Linked DNA regions of Oryctolagus cuniculus: region 1 is linked to region 2. Evidence: chromatin contacts called from public Hi-C data. All regions are on one chromosome and are shown on one strand. The core of a region is the stretch at or near the end of the contact, and the rest is flanking DNA. Distances in the headings are between cores, read along the strand shown.

The links. Hi-C and Micro-C count contacts between places; a contact is called where the count stands out from the background.
Region 1: a Hi-C map of an unstated tissue shows a contact between it and region 2, with 5 times the contacts expected there. The contact joins two enhancer-like sites. A contact is called at or near these places in 2 of 6 Hi-C or Micro-C datasets (ear pinna and an unstated tissue).

Annotation. Positions count from the first base shown.
Region 1 is chr15:65,163,114-65,169,296 of mOryCun1.1, reverse strand. VCL (vinculin) reads right to left here. Exons shown (of 21, transcript XM_002718406.5): 14 at 5,111-5,260; 15 at 2,291-2,399; 16 at 872-1,174. Among named protein-coding and RNA genes, the nearest start is that of AP3M1, 41 kb to the left of the region's middle. Within about 2 kb of position 1,641, at least 1 of the 8 cell types and tissues checked has an H3K27ac peak or open chromatin away from gene starts, as enhancers often do.
Region 2 is chr15:64,917,534-64,923,733 of mOryCun1.1, reverse strand. No RefSeq gene overlaps it. Among named protein-coding and RNA genes, the nearest start is that of CAMK2G, 16 kb to the right of the region's middle. Within about 2 kb of position 2,388, at least 4 of the 8 cell types and tissues checked have an H3K27ac peak or open chromatin away from gene starts, as enhancers often do.

The DNA of each region.
Region 1 (6,183 bases), core at 392-2,891, 250 kb before region 2:
ACCAGAAGGATTTCAGGTGATTCCAATCAAAGGAGTGGCCCCAATTAATATCTGCTTTAGGAGCATGGAAAAATTGATCAAATTACTGCTGAAGAAAATCCAGATAATTTGATGCAGGATCTAACAGATCCAGAAGTCAACTAAAGCCTTCCAGAATGGATGGAAATAGAAAACAGTTTGCAAAGAAAACACATTTAAAGAAAATCCCAAAACAAGCAGGTTTTTAGCCTAGCAGTTAGGACAGCCATCCCATATCAAAGTACCTGGGTTCCATACCTGCCCACCTGTGGCTCCTGACTCTAACTTCTTGCCAATACAGACCCTGGGAGGCAATGGTGATATCTCAAGAAACTGGGTTCCTGCTGCCCACATGGGAAAACTGGATTGAGTTCCCAGCTCCCAGCTTTGGCCTAGTCCAGTCTCAGTCTTTGTGTGCATTCGGGAAGTGAACTAGCATATGGGAGTGCTCTCTCTTTCTCACTCCATCTGTGTGTGTGTGTGTGTGTGTGACACTGCCTCTCAAATAAGAAAAGAGAAAAAGGAGAGGAGAATAGCATAAAAGACATTATGCCAGTTATATAACCTAAATGGGTGATAAACTGGTTGCCATGCACCTTTTTAGAAAATTCCAAAATAAAGACTGAAGAGGGCCAGGAGCTATTTAGCCAGACAACATTAAAGAAGCAAAGAGAAGATGATCCAGAAGACACTAGCTGACCACAAGCCCATCAACACTGCAGAGACTACAGACTAGGCATCTATAGTTTTTGTGCACAGGCCTTGTATTTGGTGGCTGTAGGGTACATATTCTCTCACCATCTTCCCTGAGTTAACCTAGCTGAGGTGAACCACACCATGCGTTGTTGCTTACCAGGGTCAGAAATGTTTCCAGCCACAGCCTTTGCGTCCATCACCATTGGGGAGATGGTTTTGCTCAGTTCGTCAGAGGCGGCTTTCACAGCCTCACGGAACTTGGGATCCTCAGAGTTCTCCACCTCTCTCTTAGCCACCAGCAGGATTCGGTTGGCCCGACGAGCAATGCTGGTTGCCCCCGCGACCAGCATCTGCGGCTGAATGTTGGCCATGGCTACCTTACACTTATCCAGGTCTTTTTTAATAGCTTCTTCGGAAGCATCCAGCAGAGATTTGGTATCAATGGCTTCGTCGACCAGCCCTGTCAGAACAGAAATGGAATTTGGTTTCTGTTTTACAAGAACAGAGCCTCCAAAACACTGTTGTCCACTCCGGTTTCTCCTGAGAAAGTGTAACACCCAGAATTTTCTCCTTCAGCTCCAAGTTTTTTCTATGCAGTCAAAAACTTCCAGGAACACCACAGTATAAAAATTCAGTGAGGACACAGCCAGAAGCCAAACGGACTTGCAGCATTTATACCAACCATGGGCACTGGCCTTCTCGCATCTACAGACAGCCGGCAATGCAGCAGCATCAGGAGTAAGCAAGGATTGCGTCTGACACCGGCACCGCATCGCCACCATGTTATCTGTTAATAACATTTCCTCCCTTCTCGTCTCACTCCCCGGCCATCTGTTGCTTGTTGGCAGCTTGTGGTGCCCAAGGTGAGCCACGCGCAGAACTCCAAGAACCCTAACCGGCGGCTCTGGTTTCCGTTACCTCTTCAGACTCCTCAGGAGCTCCACTTTCATTTCTGGCTGCTACAGCCCCTGTCACAGCAGGTCCTGCACAGGCAGGGAAGAGCCTACATTCCGCGCTTCGTCCCTTCCTGCCTATCCCTCCCTGCACAGAGAATGAAGAAGATTCAGAGGTGCCACTTCAGTCGAACGGGCACAGGTTCGCGGGTGGCTGGTTTCTCCCTTTTTAAAAAACAGCATGGTCGATAAAGTCGGAGGGAACTCTGAGACAAGTTGTATTAAATGGTAGCTATTGTGGTTCCTTGAAATGTGAACCGACTGAAAATGACAGGGAGACTTACTGTATCCAAAGACACCGACTCCCAGCCTCTGAAACCAAACTCTGGCTCAGACTGGGCAAAGACACTATTCAAAGAGAAATAGGAACTGTAACCATAAACATCACACTGGGAGGGCAGCATTAAAATAAAAGGCTCAAAGAGTCTCTCTTCCGACAAAGTTGCAAAGCTTGAATCAGAAGCCGCGGCTGCTCGGCAGCCCTAATCAGGGCCAAGTTCACTGCTGAGCACATGACTGATCCTTTATCCCACTACAGCTGAGTAACTTAACCGGTCCTGCTCAAGTTTCTCAGAACTCATTCCTCACGGATTAGACAACAAGCACTGCACACAAAACTCTACCTGTCATCTTCTCCACATTGTCAATCCACTGGTTCTTCATGGTCTCAAAATGTTCATAAGCTGCTTGGTTTCCAGGATTCCTAAGTAAGATGCGAGCCGCTGAGACAACCTGGCAATGACAACGCAACATTTAAACACCCGAGTACCCCTCACACCCAAAATACAACCTTCAGAGACACTTCTCCCTCTTTGCCTCCAGGTGGCGCCAGAAAACCTAAAACCGCCTTTGTCAGACTGAACACATTCGGTTTGCTCTTACAGCTTCTCAGAATGGGGCCTCCACTCAAAGGTTTGATTTTAAGAGGGTAAAAAAGTGACAAAGTGAATGTATGTTCACATGAGACTTCAGAAGAACATGTACAAAACTGACATATATGTAACCTTGGATGTCAACTCTTCCATCTAAAGAGGCACCCTTAACAAAGAAACGGAAAACCTACTCAAAACTCATTTAGGAATAATATTAATAAAAATACATGTTGACAGTTAATAAAATGCTTTCACATCCATTATCTTTTCCCTCCCACATTTATTATCTTACTGAATCCTCACAACAGCCCTGTGAGAGACACAGGACAGGCAATATCTTCACTTTGTAGATGCAAAAAACAAGACTCACAAAATCTAAATGACTTGCTCAAGAAGTCCCAGCTAATTAGCAACAGCAGGGGACTGGTGCTGTGGCATAGTGGGTAAAGCCGCTGCCTGCAGTGCCTGGGAAAATAGTGGAAGATGACCCAAGTTCTTGGGCCCCTGCACCCCAGTGGGAGATCTGGAAGAAGTTCCAGGCTCCTGGCTTCAGCTCAGTGCAGCTTCAGCCATTATGGCCACTTGGGGAGTGAACCAGCAGAAGGAAGATCTCTCTCTCTGCCTCTCTGTAACTTTGCCTTTCAAATAAATCCTTAAAAAAATTTAGCAACAGCACTTGGGGAAGAAGGAAATGACATTTACTGAGTACCCATTAATATGCAGGCCATATACAATGCACTGTTTTTTTTGTTTGTTTGTTTTTTGACAGAGTTAGACAGTGAGAGAGAGTGAGAGTGAGAGTGAGAGAGAGAGAGAGAGAGAGAGAGAGAAAGGTCTTCCTTTTCCATTGGTTCACCCTCTAAATGGCCACTACGGCCAGTGCGCTATGCTGATCCAAAGCCAGGAGTCAGGCGCTTCCTCCTGGTCTCCCATGTGGGTGCAGGGCCCAAGCACTTGGGCCATCCTCCACTGCACTCCCGGGCCACAGCAGAGAGCTGGCCTGGAAGAGGAGCAACCGGGACAGAATCCAGCGCCCCAACTGGGACTAGAACCCAGGGTGCCGGCACCGCAGGTGGAGGATTAGCCAAGTGAGCAGTGGCGCCGGCCACAATGCACTGTTACTCCTCAAAATAATCAGTTAGAAATGAATTAGGCCCATTTTACAGATAAGGAAACTAAGCCTTAAGGTCACAGAGGATTCAAACCCAAGTATGTCTCCAAAGTCCTCATTCTTTCCATAGTTGGTGGCATAAGTAGTTTTCTGATTCTTTTTTAGGAATCTCCATTTCATACTGAAATCCGTGCTTATTGTCCCATGTTTTATGGATATATTTAAAGAAAGTTAGACACGTTCATATTTTATGAAAAAAAATTTTTTAAATTTGGATGAAACCCTCTTTTCAAGAGAATCTAATGTGTTAATCTGTTAACACGCCACATAGGCAAAAGTTGATTAAGAGATGTGCTTATTTTCTCCATTTCTCCCCGTAAGTCCCCACGTAAGCCAGCCTCACATATTTGTAAAGCTTATCACATTTCCTAGTGTTACCACAAGTACTAAAGAAATATCTTCTGAATAAATCAATGAAAAAATGGATTTTCCTATAATTTGAATAGAAGAAAAACTACAGAAGCATCACAGTAAATGATGCTGATCTGATATTTTTAAGAAAATCAATCACTTAATAGAGCTTTAATTCCTGTCCAACTGGCTTTGCTTCAAATCTTTTATTCCCAAACTTACTAGTTATACCTTGGTTATTTATTTTTATTTTATTTATTTATTTATTTTTTTGACAGGCAGAGTGGACAGTGAGAGAGAGAGACAGAGAGAAAGGTCTTCCTTTGCCGTTGATTCACCCTCCAATGGCCGCCGCGGCCGGCGCGCTGCGGCTGGCGCACCGCGCTGATCCGATGGCAGGAGCCAGGAGCCAGGTGCTTTTCCTGGTCTCCCATGGGGTGCAGGGCCCAAGCACCTGGGCCATCCTCCACTGCACTCCCTGGCCACAGCAGAGAGCTGGCCTGGAAGAGGGGCAACCGGGACAGAATTCGGCGCCCCGACCGGGACTAGAACCCGGTGTGCCGGCGCCGCTAGGCGGAGGATTAGCCTAGTGAGCCGCGGCGCCGGCCACCTTGGTTATATAATTAATTATACATCTTGGTTGTACACTTAACTAGAAAAAATAAAATAAATTATGGAAACAACTGATTTTTCTGTTAAATCAAAGAGATAATAAAGAAAGATAGAAACTTAAACCAGTTTCTCAAAATTAACCAAATATTTTCCTAATTATATGAGTGTGATGAGAGGGTGCTTTACTAGTTTTTTCTACTTTCAAAACCCATATTTGATCATTGTTCAAAAAAATTCAAGCACAAAAATGCCTAACACAGAACGTGCTATAATCACAACCCTAGAGATCAGGAAGGCTGACGCTACAGGTGTTTGTGGGTTTTACTACTGCCATCTGAATAAAAGTGTTCAAAAATGTTCAAAACTATTCTGTAATTACCTTTCTGTACTGAATATTACACAATCAGCATCAAAATCCAGAGTGGGCAAAAACGAACCTGGGGTGTGAGTTCTCGGGCCGTCTTCACCGATGCCTGAATGCCTTCCACGGTTGATTTATTAGCAGTGCCAACAGCAGCCGCCTTCTCTGCGGTGGCTCCAAGTCTCCCTGAATGGTTTTCAAAGTTAGCTGCTCTCTCATCAAATACCTTGAGAAAACAAACACATCAAAAAAAACTTACTTCAATAAAATGCACCATTCAGGAAAATGCCTCTCTTTAAGCAGACACAGCAACTGCTCAAAGATTTCAAAGATGACACCAAACCCTAAGAATGAAACCACAGTCAAATACCAAACCTGCACTTGACATGTCTCCTCAGAGGTTGAGCCATGGCATCACGTGGACACACAGCCTTGAATTTCAGTTCACCCAATGCTTATTAAGTGCAGTCAGGACACACAGTGTTGCATACTCTGAAACACGGAGCCCACAGAATGGGAAGGCTGAACAATCTCCATACCCCAAAGGCTTTAATCCTCCAGTTTGAACAAGACAGACAAACCCACTTAGGGCTCTACCATAGGTAGCCGGGTGTGCCCAGAATAGCCACAGAGAGTCCTACTGGTTTCTAGCCTCCTCAGAGCAGCATCCCTCAGACATCCCATTGCCATTAAGGCTGTAAAAACGCCACACTTGACCTCCACAGAAAACTGCTAACTGGCACCCACCCTCAGGCCTGACACAGGGAAAGGATGAATGACTTTTTTTCTTTTAAGATTAATTAATTTACTTGAGAGGCAGAATTACAGACAGAGAGAGAGGTCTTCCATCTGCTGGTTCATTCCCCCAGATGTCTGCAATAGCCGGAGCTGCACTGATCCAAAGCCAGGAGTCAGGAGCTTCATCAGGGTCTCCCATGTGGATGCAGGGGCCCAAGCAATTGGGCCATCTTCCACTGCTTTCCCAGACACATTAGAGGGAGTTGGATCAGAAATGGAGCAGCCAGGACACTAACTGGCTCCCATAAGGGATGCTAGCACAGGTGGGGGCTTCACCTACCACACCACAGCACTGGCCCTGGTTGAATGACTTTTATTAACTCCAAATATGAAACCATGTACTTAAAATTC
Region 2 (6,200 bases), core at 1,139-3,638:
GGTTACCTGTCCTCCCCCACAACGTATCAGCCCCCAGACAAGGATGATGGGTTTGGTTGATAATACTCTAATACCTTTGCCTTCCAGGCAGAATAACTATGAGCTGCGCATTCTGCATTTTCCCTGATGTAACCCAGGAGTACTAAGCTGTCTTGCTATCTGATAACTTACCCTTGGGCCAGCACCATGGCACAGCAGATTGAAGCCCTGGCCTGAAGCGCCGACATCCCATATGGGCGCCAGTTCTGGTCCTGGCTGTTCCTCTTCTGATCCAGCTCTCTGCTGTGACCTGGGAAGGCAGTAGAGGATGGCCCAGGTCCTTGGGGCCCTGCACCCACGTGGGAGACCCAGAGGAAGCTCCTGGCTCCTGGCCCCTGGCCTTGGATCGGCACAGCTCCAGCAGTTGCAGCCATTTGGGGAGTGAACCATCAGATGGAAGACCCTTCTCTCTCCCTCTGCCTCTCTCTGCCTCTCTCTGTAACTCTGTTTTTCAAATAAATAAAATAAATCTTTAAAAAATAGATAACTTACCTTATTTTTATAAGATTTATTTTATTTCTTTGGAATACAGAGATATATATACAGAGGGAGAGACAGAAAGACCTTTCACCTGCTGGTTCATTCCCCAAATTGTCATCATGACCAGGGCTGAGCCAAGCTGAAGCCAGGAGCCTGGGACTCCATATGGTGGCAGGGGCCCAAGTTCTTGGACCATTTTCCACTGCTTTCCCAAGTGTTTTAGCAAGGAGTTGAATCAGAAGCAGAGAAGCCAGGACTGGAGCTGACACTCCAATACGAAATGCAGGCATCCCAAGCAGCAGCCTAACCTGCTGTATCACAACACTCACCATGAAATTTAGATTATTTAATATTAAAATTTCCCAACTGAAATTGTAGATATCAACAAAAATAAATCTGAAGGCTGTATTTGGCCAATAGACCATCAATTTGGAATGCTGACATAAACTAAGACTTTGTCTTTCTTACAGCAAGCACTCAGGAAAGGAACACATAACTAAAGTGTTTGAAAGCTGGATGAGAAAGTTCTAAGGATGGAGACTTATGCCAAATAGAAATGACTGCTTAAAATAAAGGGAATTCAAGAAGGACTCAGCAATGATGAATGTTCCTGCTAGAACAGCAATTCTTACCCATGGCTCCCTGCTGCAAGCTTCCTCATTTGCATCTGTCCTGGAAGCCACCACTCCCACCAGGGTAAGTCATATGAAGGCCCCATGGGAAGTCTGAGGGCTGAGACAAGCCCAGCAGCCCACAGAGAGGCACCCTAGCAGCTACACACCAAACTGGTTCTGTAGCTATAGCGACAAGCCAAGGCCTGCTGGCTGCAGGGTCCACAGAATCAGACTTGTCTGCTACCCAGTCCACAGCCCTCCTCAGGGCCACAACAACAGCTGCTTACTCTTAGCCCAGCTCACCTGACCTCTTGGTACAAGGAGAAATCCCAAGAGTGCAGGCATGAGAGCCCCGAGAAAAACAGAAAGCCCCCTCCCCTGGCACCCTGAGCCAAGCCAGTTTTCTAAATAGTCATCCAATTCAGCCACCCAAAGTGCTGACAGCAGGCCCTGTCATTCTGGTGCTGCATAAAGACAGGCCAGACCGTGGAGGGTGGAGGACTGTGCCTGGCTGTGATGCCCAGACAGGCCCGCGGGTAACAGCAGCACCTCATGCCCCAAGCCCAGTCTTGAGCGGTGTTTGCAGAGCCTGTGCTATTTTAAGTTACTTTGCCATCACTGCAGGCAAACTGGACTGGAGGAGTCTGATTAGAAGAGAAAGAACCGGTTTAACAGAGCTGGGGAGTGGGGCTTGCTTCCCTGGGTTGGCACCATTGCACCAGGCAAATGAGCCTGTGTCAAGACTCCTGGCTCAGGACTGGGTTAGGATTTCAGCACTGCTTCAGAGCAACTTGTCAGATGAAAAAAGAAAAGAAAAAAAAAAAAAAAAAGACTCGAAGACTCTGAGGTGCAGGGCCAAAGGCTGGAATTCTTGTCTGAGGCATAATCATGACAACAATAATCTGTTACCACAGCTGTGCTTTATGGTTTGCAAGGTACCATCATAGACATTATCTCTTTTGATCCTTGCTGCAGTTCTATAGGGCACACAGGTTTTATCCATCTCCCTGAAATAAAGGGAGTCTAGGTGTCACCATGGTAAGTGACTTGCTTACTGTCAGTCATAAGAAAGTGGCAATGGCAGGCCCTGAATCAATTGTGGAAGGTATGGGGACCCAGAACTGTGCACCTGGAGGGCTTCACAGAGACAGGGGAACTCCAGGAATGAGAGGGAGCCCTGACCTTCTGCTGATGGCCCCAGGCATTATGAGGCATGGATCTGGGGTCTGAAGAGGGAACTCGCACACAGAGCCTCTAGGTGGTCTGGCACCACCAGACTAGGGCGTCACAGGGACCTCAGGGTAGCTTTGTCTGCTCTCTTAGCTGGTGGGTGGGAAGGGTTTTTCTGTTCCCCTCGTGCCGCCCCCTGAGTCAGCTCCCTGGCATTGCCCTGGCATGTCCTGGGCCCCACGCCCAGGCAGTGAGGAGGCACTGGCAGATTGCCTGGGGAACACTGCTGTCTTTAATTCAAGCCAAGTCCTAATTCTGAACCCCCCTCCCCAGAGACACCCCAACAATTGCCACACTGGGGGCCATGACTTATAGGCACCTGGCCCTTGGACTTCCTGCTGCAGGTGTCACTGGGCACATGCCTCTACCTGACAGCCATAGCCCGAAAGTGGGGTGCAGTAGCCAAATCCATTTAATGGACTTTGGCTGAGCCAGGCTCCTACCCTAGAACCCTGCTTGGGTTTCTGGTCACATCCAAATAGCTAGGGAGGGAGTTGTTTTTGGACAGAAAGGGGGAAAGCGGAGCCAAGACTCCAGCCTGAAGCTGCCTCAGCTCTTTCTGGGGCTCTGACTCAGAAGCTGCTTCTCAGGAATGTTGAGCTCAGAGGCCTCTGAGTCCCTTGTCCAGGCACAGCAGAATGACAGCTAGGTGCGGAGGGGCTTTGGCCTGTCCATCTGTCCTCTGAGAATACTCCTTGCAAAGAAACCCACTGCTGGGCCTGTTGAGGGCAGCTTCTGGAAGGCCCCAGCCAGCTTGCTCAGGAAGGCAGTCTTTCCAGACCCATCAGGCCCAGCAGCAACTGCAACAACCAACTTGCACTCATAAAAATGCTGCATTGCGTGGGAGTCTGTCTTCTTCCTTCTATCTTATCTCTCCAGTTTTGTTGTAACCATCTCTTTCTTCTCTCTGTTTTACCTCTCCAGTGCTGCTCTAACTTCCCTGACCACATGCTTCTGGGTGAAAAAAAAAAAATGCCCTGAATACCACATTTCATCTCATATTCACACAATATTCATTTCGTGAATATGTTGATTGACGGACGATCTGAGAAAAAGGAACTAAGACAAGAAAGAGGCAAAGAGAAATCAGTGAGAAAGCCAGCAGACTGACTCACACCCCAAAATCTGGAGTATCTGCTTGTTTCCCAGGCTGCTTAAAGAAAGGAAAACAGCAAAACAGCATCAGGTTGGCCTGGCGCTTCCTCATCTCCAGTGCCCACCTCTACCTCAGACGCCTCAGAGATGCCCAAAGACACAGGGAATCCTTCCACATCCGTAGAGGAGTGAGCTCTGCAGTGTCTTTCCAAAAGCTGGCCAAGGTTCTCTTTTTCTTTCTTTCTTTTCTTTTTCTTTGACGACGGCCTCCTTTCCCTCAAGCAGGTAGCTTTCCCATGCGATATCCACAGTGCAGAGAAACCCAAGAGCCAGCCCTGGAACAGAAATCACATCAGCAGCCTATCACACAATGCAACAATTTCAGGCGTGCTTACCTCATTATATCCTGACAGCTGGGAGAGCAGGGACAGAGTCTGCATTGTTCCCCAGACTCTAACACTCTGTGTGGTACACAGCTGGTGCTTCGTAAGGCACTCAGTGTCCATTTGCAGACCTGGCAAATTGAAAGACGGCTGGAACCAGCCGGGACATCATGCTATCCTGCTGCCACCAGCTGTTTTCACTCTGGAGCTCATCTCTGGTATAAGACTCTGATGATCTGTGGGAAGAACCGCAGACTGTCTCTGAGGCCTTGGGTTCTAGGATAGACTTGGGGTTGGAGATGACCCCTGAGGTGGGGTGGGCTGAATTGCTGGCTCTCTAAAACTGGGCTTAAGGCGGCCTCTAGTGGACAAGCAGAATCACTGCCCTTTGGGGTGGAAGCCCAGTTCCCTCACCCAGGATCTCCTTGATCTCCCTCGTTGGGACCCAAATCAAGAGCAGTCAAGATGGCACCACCAGCAAGAAAAGTGGGCCATAACAACAATGGACCAGCCATCCAACAGACCCAACTGCAGAAGCACTCGTTAGGTGCAGCACAGAGTGCTCTGGGGAAAGCTGGGAAGAGAGAAGCAAGGGAACTATGAGGAGAAAAGGACAAGGGCTCTTCCCTCAAGGAACCTATGAGCTAAACCAGGAGGCAAAAATTAACATTTTTAAAAAGTGGGCCAGCAATGAGGCTAAATAGGCTAATCCTCCGCCTAGCGGCGCCAGCACCCCGCGTTCTAGTCCCAGTCGGGGCACTGGATTCTGTCCTGGTTGCTCCTCTTCCAGTCCAGCTCTCTGCTGTGGCCAGGGAGTGCAGTGGAGGATGGCCCAAGTGCTTGGGCCCTGCACCCGCTTGGGAGACCAGGAGAAGCACCTGGCTCCTGGCTTCGGATCAGCGCGGTGCGCCAGCCGCAGCGGCCATTGGAGGGTGAACCAACGGCAAAGGAAGACCTTTCTCTCTGTCTCTCTCTCTCACTGTCCACTCTGCCTGTCAAAAAAAAAAGTGAGGGGCCGGCGCTGTGGCTTACTTGGTTAATCCTCCCATATGGGCGCCGGGTTCTAGTCCCAGTTGCTCCTCTTCCAGTCCAGCTCTCTGCTGCGGCCCAGGAAGGCAATGAAGGATGGCCCAAGTGCTTGGGCTTCTGAACCCGCTTGGGAGACCAGGAGGAGGTACCTGGCTCCTGGCTTCAGATCGGCCCAGTGCCGGCCATGGCAGCCATTTGGGGAGTGAACCAACGGAAGGAGGTCCTCTCTCTATATATATATAACTCTACCTGTCAAATAAATTTTTAAAAAATTATTTATAAAAAAAAAAAGTGAGCCTACAATCAGGTGTCAGCCATTTCAAGGGCTACATTCAAGGAATCAGTGCAACTTCTTTGTGCCTCAGTTTTCTCATCTGCAAAGTGGAGATGGAGCTGGCATTGTGGTGCAGTGGATTAAGCCACCACTTGCAACAACAGAATCCTATACTGGAGTGCCTGCTTGAGGTCTGGCTGCTCAGCTTCTAATCCAGCTTCCTGATAATGCAAGTAGGAAGGTGGAGGGTAATGGTCCATGTGTTGGGCCCCTGCCATCCATGTGGGAGACCTAGCTGGGGGTCCTAGGTCCTGGCTTCAGCCTGGCCCAGACCTGGATGTTGTGAACATCTGGGAAGTGAACCAGTGGATGAAAGATTTCTCTCTCTATCTCTCTGTGTCTCTCCCTTTCTGTTACTTTCAAATAAACAAATGAATCTTTCAAAATAAGTAAGTAAAATGGAGATAATATTACTTATTTGTAAGGTTGTTATGAAGATTTTTTTTTTAATTCAAGTTTTAGGAGTGAGTTTTTTTTTTTTAAGATGTATGTATTTATTTGGAAGTCAGTTACACAGATAGGCAGAGAGAGCAAGAGCAAGAGCGAGGCTTTCTGGTTCACTCCCCATCTGGTTGCAACAGCTGCAGCTGCGCCGATCAGAAGCCAGGAGCCAGGAGCTTCTTCCAGGTCTCCACGCGGGTGCAGGGGCCCAAGGACTTGGGCCATCCTCCACTGCTTTCCCAGGCCACAGCAGAAAGCAAGATGGGAAGAGGAGCAGGCAGGACTCGAACCGGCGCCCATATGGGATGCCGGCGCCGCAGGCGGCAGCTTTACCCGCTACACCACAGCACCGGCCCCATGTTATGAAGATTAAAATAAGGGGGCCAGCACTGTGGCATAGTGGGTAAAGCCACCACCTGCAGTGCCAGTATTACATACTGGTGTCGCTTCGAGTCCCGGCTGCTCCACTTCTGATCCAGCTCTCTGCTATGGCCTGGGAAAGCAGAAGATGGCTCAAGTGCTTGGGCCCCTGCACCTGCATGGGAGATCCGGAAG